Regions from separate parts of the Capsicum annuum genome. Here region 1 is linked to region 2. The links are chromatin contacts, called in public Hi-C maps. All regions are on one chromosome and are shown on one strand. Each heading gives the region's core, a stretch centred on a gene start, on an enhancer-like site or on the middle of the called end of the contact. The rest is flanking DNA. Distances are from core to core; before and after follow the strand shown.

Region 1 (3,291 bases), core at 532-3,031, 160 kb before region 2:
ATGCAGTCTTACCATGTATTTTTGCCCGAGGCTGTTTTCAAGGCTTGAACCCATGACCTCCTTGTCACATGGCAGCAACTTCACCAGTTACTCCAAGGCTCCTCTTCCAAATGAGGAAAATGAATTCCTTAATGAAAATAGAGAAAACAAGTCCTATAAGTGATATTCTATGTTTTTATCATATCCACTTCCCCACCCAATGCCCCCAACACCTACTCATTGATGATCCCACCCCAAGGCCACACAACCCATCCCCTCCCACCTCTACAGATTTTTGCTAGATTACATATAAATGTTCTTGAGATAACAGTTTCTTCGTTTACTTACCAAAACTAGAAAATAAGTAAGAAACTAACTTGTTTTCCAAGAAAACATTTTCGTTCATACCAAACATAATCTGATAAGTTTCTCCATAAGAACATTCCTCCATCTCACTTAAGTTTATACCCAGAGCAGAAATATTAACAAGTGAAAAGCTAATAACTCTTTGTTTTCCCTCCTCACGAATGAAATGGGTAATAAGCCAACATAAAATTTAATCACTAAAACAGAATATCATTCCAAAAAGGAAAATTCAGGTTGCATATAGAGCAGACCGCATAAGTCAACCGAGCTCATTCGTTTGTAGAACTAAATAAGAAAAAGGAAACCCACCTAAATACAAAATTCTCTATAAGAACATAACATTCCTCCATCTCACTTAAGCACTAACAAGTGAAAAGCTAACAACTCTATTTGTTTTGCCTCTTCAAGACGAAAGGGTAAATAAGCCAAAACAAGTTTTAATCACTAAAACACAATACCATTCCTAAAAGGAAACTTAATCATTCTGAAAAAAACATTTAAGCAGCATATAAGTCAACCAAGTTCATCATTTGTACATAAAAAAACATAATTCCCCGAAATACATAATTCCAAGACAACACAAGAATGACTAGAAACAAGTAGAATAAGAGAGAGAAAGGGGGGAACTAACGCTGCATCAGTGGGTTGGCCATTGCCACCCAATGGGAAGTCAACGGCAGCAAGCATTCTACCATGGCGGTGACTATCATGGGCTCTGAGTTCATTCAAGATTGACCCTCCACGCCCACCATATCTATGCTTCACATTAAACACTACATTGTTATTTCCCTTCACTGCCACCTCCAAAACTGAAACCAATAACAATATCAAACACCCTTTTCTCCTTAGATCCATTATCAAAACATACAAACACAAAACACCCACTTCCCAAAGTTCAATCTTTTTCCTCCCCTATATCCTTGTACATATACAAAACAAGTTTATATTGTACTATGTAAATATACCGAGAGATGGGTTATGGGGATGGATGTATGTGTTACGTAATGAATGAATGGATCTTGATGTGAAGATGAAAAGCAAGGAATTATCTTCCTTTTTTCTTCAGTCGGTTGTGATAAACCCAAAGGGAAGAAAACAAAGTACAATTCTTCAAATTTAGTAAATGGACTTTGTATTATTTGTATATATGTATTATGTACAGTTATCTTGAGAATTTTCTTGGAAATTAGATGAATAGTATATAGTATAGTTATCTAGAGGAGAAATTGGCTACTACTGGAAAAGGAAAAGGAAAAGGAAAAAGAGAAAGCTTAATGATGATGTAGTGGTGTCGTACATGGTTGTCCTTGTACTTGTCATTGCAGTGTGTTTGGATGGTGGTTCCCTGGTGTGACATGGTACGGTTATTAACAAAATTATGTTTATTTTGATTGTTTATGGTGTAGTTTTATGATTTGATAATGATAAAAATGAAATCACCAATTTGGTGTATCTCATGGTTTGCCTTTTTTTTTTTTTAATTATGTGCTTACTAATATTATATAATTCTATATTAGTCTTTATCTTAAATTATTTAACTCCACTTTTTACATCGCCCTTCACCCCACCAGTCCCGACCTCACCCTAATTTCTTTTAAAAATTTGATTTTTTTCTTAAATTTAAAAACTTTTTCTTACCCCCACTCCCAGCCCCAATTTACCCATTAGCCCCCCTCCCTCACCAATTTCTTTTTTATTTTTAAAATTTTTAAAAAAAAAAATTCTTACACCACCCACCTCTACCAGCTCCCTCTTGCCCCCACCCACAAAAAAATAATAATAACCCCCCACCTCAAACCAAAAAAAATATTTTTCTTACAAAAAATTAAAAAAAAAAATTCTTATCAGGGTCCCTATGCCGAGCTCCTACTCCACTATCTCCACCCCAAATATTAAAAGAAAAAAAATTCTCTTGCCCCATCTCCTTTGTCATATTCATTTTTAATATTTTGTGTTAAATATATATAAATGATTTTAAAAAATATGTTCCTACTTGCGTAACGAACACAAGAAAATAAATAAGAAACAATTTACTTTCCTAGAAAAAAGAATTTTGAATTCAATACCGAACATACCCGTAGCATACACGAAAGATGCATTCAAACTTTATAATTGTCTTTGGTGTCACGTCTCAAAACACTAAAAATAGATGAAATTTTTATTATAAAAAATTAATCCGATTATATTTATTTTGATCTACTTTTTTATTGACTTTGTTAGAATTTACATGAATTTAACAACTTAATATATCTACATGACATAATTTATGACAAATTAGTAGGAAGAAAATTATTTTACTAACAATTATTGATAAATTTAACATTTATAACAATTAAGGATATTTTAGAAAACTTATCACTTACGATACAGTACTATACTGTCAAACTAAACAGTAAAACTATTATTAAACAATAATGAACGATACAGTATATTCAAATATGATATTGTGTTATACTGTACAGTACAATATCATACCATATAGTACTGTACATGATTTCTATCATCGAAACAGAGTGTTACATTCTCTATTCTCTTTCCGTCACTTCTCTGTGATGCACATTCCCATGCTCTTCACCTTAGTGCTTTAATTTTTGCAAGCTTTTTCTTGTTTTACTTTTTACTTTCTACCATTTCTAAATGATTTATTTATTTTAAATAACTTATCCATTTTATGTTTTAGTTGACAAGTTTCATGATTACCAAGTACTTAATTATAATTATCTATGTGATGTTAGTACTTGATGCTTCACTTTTAGTTGTCTCACTATTTCAAAAATAATTTTTTATTTGTCATTTTTAACATATGAAAAAAATAAAATTATTTTTTCTGTATACTTTCAAAATTAATTACTTTTTCTTTAAATTATTTCTCAAGATCTAAGACTATGCACCAATTAATATGAATATTGTGGTAGAATACTCTCATTAATCATTGTTTGATAATCT
Region 2 (3,399 bases), core at 238-2,737:
AAAATGTTAGTTAAGCGTCTTGTGTTGTGGAGACTTTTCCCAAAAGACAAAAACAAACCAAGCTGAGATAACCAAGATTTAAAAAACCCAACATAATTGATCTGATTTATTAAAAAAGAGATAATACATAAATATGACTCTAAAATTGACATCAATTATAACTTTGACCTTAAACTTTTATAGTGCACAAATATGACCTTTAACTATTCAAAATTGCACAAATATGACTTTAGATCCTACGTGGCAAAACGCGTGCTCAACACGCAAAACTGGGCGCGTCCAGCTTAAAATCTAAGGGCATAACACATAAATATGACCTTAAACTTTGACAATGCACAAATATGACCATTAACTATTCAAAACTGCACAAATATGACTTTTCACGATTATTTTTTCATTATTTTCGGCTCAAAGATGAAAATGACATCTAATTTCTTTTGTCATTGTGAAAAAAGAGCAATATTGAAGATTTATTAATTATATGGGTCAGCCTCATATGAAAAAACCACGTGGGTATGTATATATATTATAAAGCAGAGGGAGAATTTAAGTTATATAATATATCTAAATATAATTTATTTAAATATTAAATTAAAGATAAAACTATACTAATAATAAAAAAAAATTATAGTTTTAATAAAACGTTATTAAGAATAGTAATAGTATATTAAATTAACGTTATTAAAAATGTTATTAAATTAATATTGTTAAAACGCTATTAAATTAATGCAAGGACGGACCTACGTGGTTGCCATGGGGTTCACCCGAACTCCATCAGTAAAAAATTACGTTATATATATAAGGTAGAAAATCTATATTTATGTACGTATATTAATGTTGAACCACATAAAACAAGGCACTTAGATAGCCTAATGGTGTTATTTGCTCTTCTTGGGCGCTTCCTTCAGCCTACTACGTGGGTTCGATTTTTTAATTAAAAAAACTAGGTGGTGTTCCTATAAAAATAAATAAAATAATAAGAAGAAGAAGAATTATAAACGACGCCGTTTTAACACAAAGTAAAACTTTGACAGTGCACAAATAAGACCTTTAACTATTCAAAACTGCACAAAGATGACCTCCCTCCAAGTCAACCCTTTTAAAAACATGGCACCGTATGATTGAATTACCTTTCCACGTAAGCGCGCGTGAAACTCACGCATGGGGTTGCAAAATCGGAGGTCATATTTGTTCAGATTTTGAATAATTAAAAGTTCTATTTATGCACCATCAAAATTTAAGATCAAAGTTATCAAATAACTTTGATGTCAATTTTAAAGTCATATTTATATATTCTCTCTATAAAAAAAAAAATCAAACCAAATCAATCTATGTACCACTTGGTCTCTACTGTTCTACATGCGTCATACGCTCATTGCATATCCAAAATCACTAATCACTAATACTAAATGCTCGAATAACTAACAAACTCCTTTGCAAGGAAAAGAATAGCCAAACCAACAAGCTAGTGAATCATTCATACTAGTTTAGATCCCAAATAAATTGGCAACTTAACGTTGAGAACCAAATTAGGAACAACCAAAAATGGTTGAATGTTTCCTCATGGCAGTAATGATCTACACTGCCTGTTAAAATGAAGCTGATAAGCTGCACGAAGCAACACACTACTAGCTTAGTGGAATATGCAATCACTTTACACTAATTCGTAAGAGTCGAAGATCAGCAAATAGTATCGCCATTTCAGCAGATAGAAGCCACTCAGAGTTCTGTTTCTGTCCTTAATCCTGGCTTTGCAATTACTTACACTAATTCGTAAAAGTTAAAGATCAGTGAATAGTATCGCCATTTCAGCATATAGTAACCACTCGGAGATCTGTTTTCGTCCCTAATCCTGGCTTGAACATTCATATACAAGGGATATCAGATGATTTTGCTTTGCTAGGTATGCTAAATCCTAAACTTCCTATACTGAATTGCCACCCGTTATTCTTTGTACCCATAAAGAATCTAAACTTTTTGTCATAATTGATGCATGCTTACAACCAACAAGCCACTCATTGTGTCCACAGAGTATACTTGAAGTTGATTTCGTCTTTGCAGCAAAATGTGATTTGTACTAATCTTGTCATCTTGAATTTGATTGTGCTATTTGAAAAGTCAGTTGCAACCATCATAACCGCCTTTTCTGGAGTTGTGCATTATTGGCTCATCTGTGTACCAGGAAAAATTGTGTCATGCATGAGCTTATCGAGTTGGTAACCGATACATGATTAGACAAGATGATGAGCACAAGAACCAATGTAGGTGAATGATTAAATAGGATGTTGACAGAAACAGTCCGATTCTCACATCAAGTTACCAAAACATTATAAAGCGTAAACGATGTGCAGCTTACCTTCATCTTCATCTCCACCTTGAGTAGTAAAGAATGGAGTGAGATAGTTCTTGTCCAATGCTGAGAATGAAGTAGTACTGGAGAGAACAATTAAATGCATTAAAAGACGGGAAATGATGAGGCAGTGATCTACCCACTTAGCTAGTTAGCTGGGATGACTTGGTAACTTGAGGAGAACGTGGGTACTGGACACCGGGTGGAAAACAAAAAAGGACACTAAAACACTAAAACACCAAAACTAAAATCTCCCTACAATTACATTGTGCCACAAGCAAAAGAACATTACCTCTTGTGGAACTCCTTAAGTTTCATCCTGAACCTATTCCCTGATGACGGTTCACCATCATAAGATTCATCACTATAAGGAGCTACATATCCATTGTTCCCCTCAAAGTTCTGAAGTCGGAAAAAAAGCAGGAGAAAGAATTAGTGCACTGAACAACACATTCTAACTTATTACAAAATTTGGAAATAGCTAGGCTAATGCACTTACTTCACCCAAGGAGCCAGATTGACCATCACCCACAACTTCCAAGGCTTCTAGCATGGTTCCTGTTGATCCTCCAATAATCAAAACCTGAAAAGTTGCAGACGGAGTTTGATTAAATTATATCATATATTCTGGAAGAGATCATTTATCCAGTATGGAGGAAGAGTAGGTAGAAAGGAGTAAAGGTAATCAAAATGGAATATTCCAAAGCAACACTATGGTTCGTTGTAGATCTCCTACTTTTAGAAGCAGTAATGTTTCAGCTACGTGCAAACTCAGGAAAAACCATCTATTGACAAACTTACTCTGAAACATTATATGATTGTAGAATGCCACGTGAATTGTCAAACCCACTTTTTGCAATATAATGTTTTGGGGTTTCACTAGCATCTCAGGAGATAATTATATGAAGGCCAGTAGTTCCGGAAAACGTAAAAGTGCATGGCTTCAGCAGAACAGAGACATTAGTCACCATCAGTTTGAGTCTTTCTTCTGAATCTGATCAACGTTTTCTTTTTCGTGATAAAGTTCTCTTTTTTTTCCAACATTGAGT

The links. Hi-C and Micro-C count contacts between places; a contact is called where the count stands out from the background.
Region 1: a contact with region 2 is called in a Hi-C map of leaf, with 2.9 times the contacts expected there. The contact joins the promoter of LOC107856698 here to the enhancer-like site in region 2. A contact is called at or near these places in 2 of 5 Hi-C or Micro-C datasets (bud and leaf).

The regions. Positions count from the first base shown.
Region 1 is chr12:127,355,808-127,359,098 of UCD10Xv1.1, reverse strand. It overlaps LOC107856698 (aspartic proteinase 36), which reads right to left and starts at 1,781. Exons shown (of 10, transcript XM_016701676.2): 1 at 977-1,781. The coding sequence starts at 1,200.
Region 2 is chr12:127,194,454-127,197,852 of UCD10Xv1.1, reverse strand. It overlaps LOC107856697 (sodium/hydrogen exchanger 6), which reads right to left. Exons shown (of 21, transcript XM_016701675.2): 19 at 2,850-2,933; 20 at 2,643-2,752; 21 at 1,681-2,171. The coding sequence ends at 2,168. Among protein-coding and RNA genes, the nearest start is that of LOC107856697, 21 kb to the right of the region's middle. Within about 2 kb of position 1,487, at least 2 of the 5 cell types and tissues checked have an H3K27ac peak or open chromatin away from gene starts, as enhancers often do. A contact at or near this core is called in leaf, where this site is marked.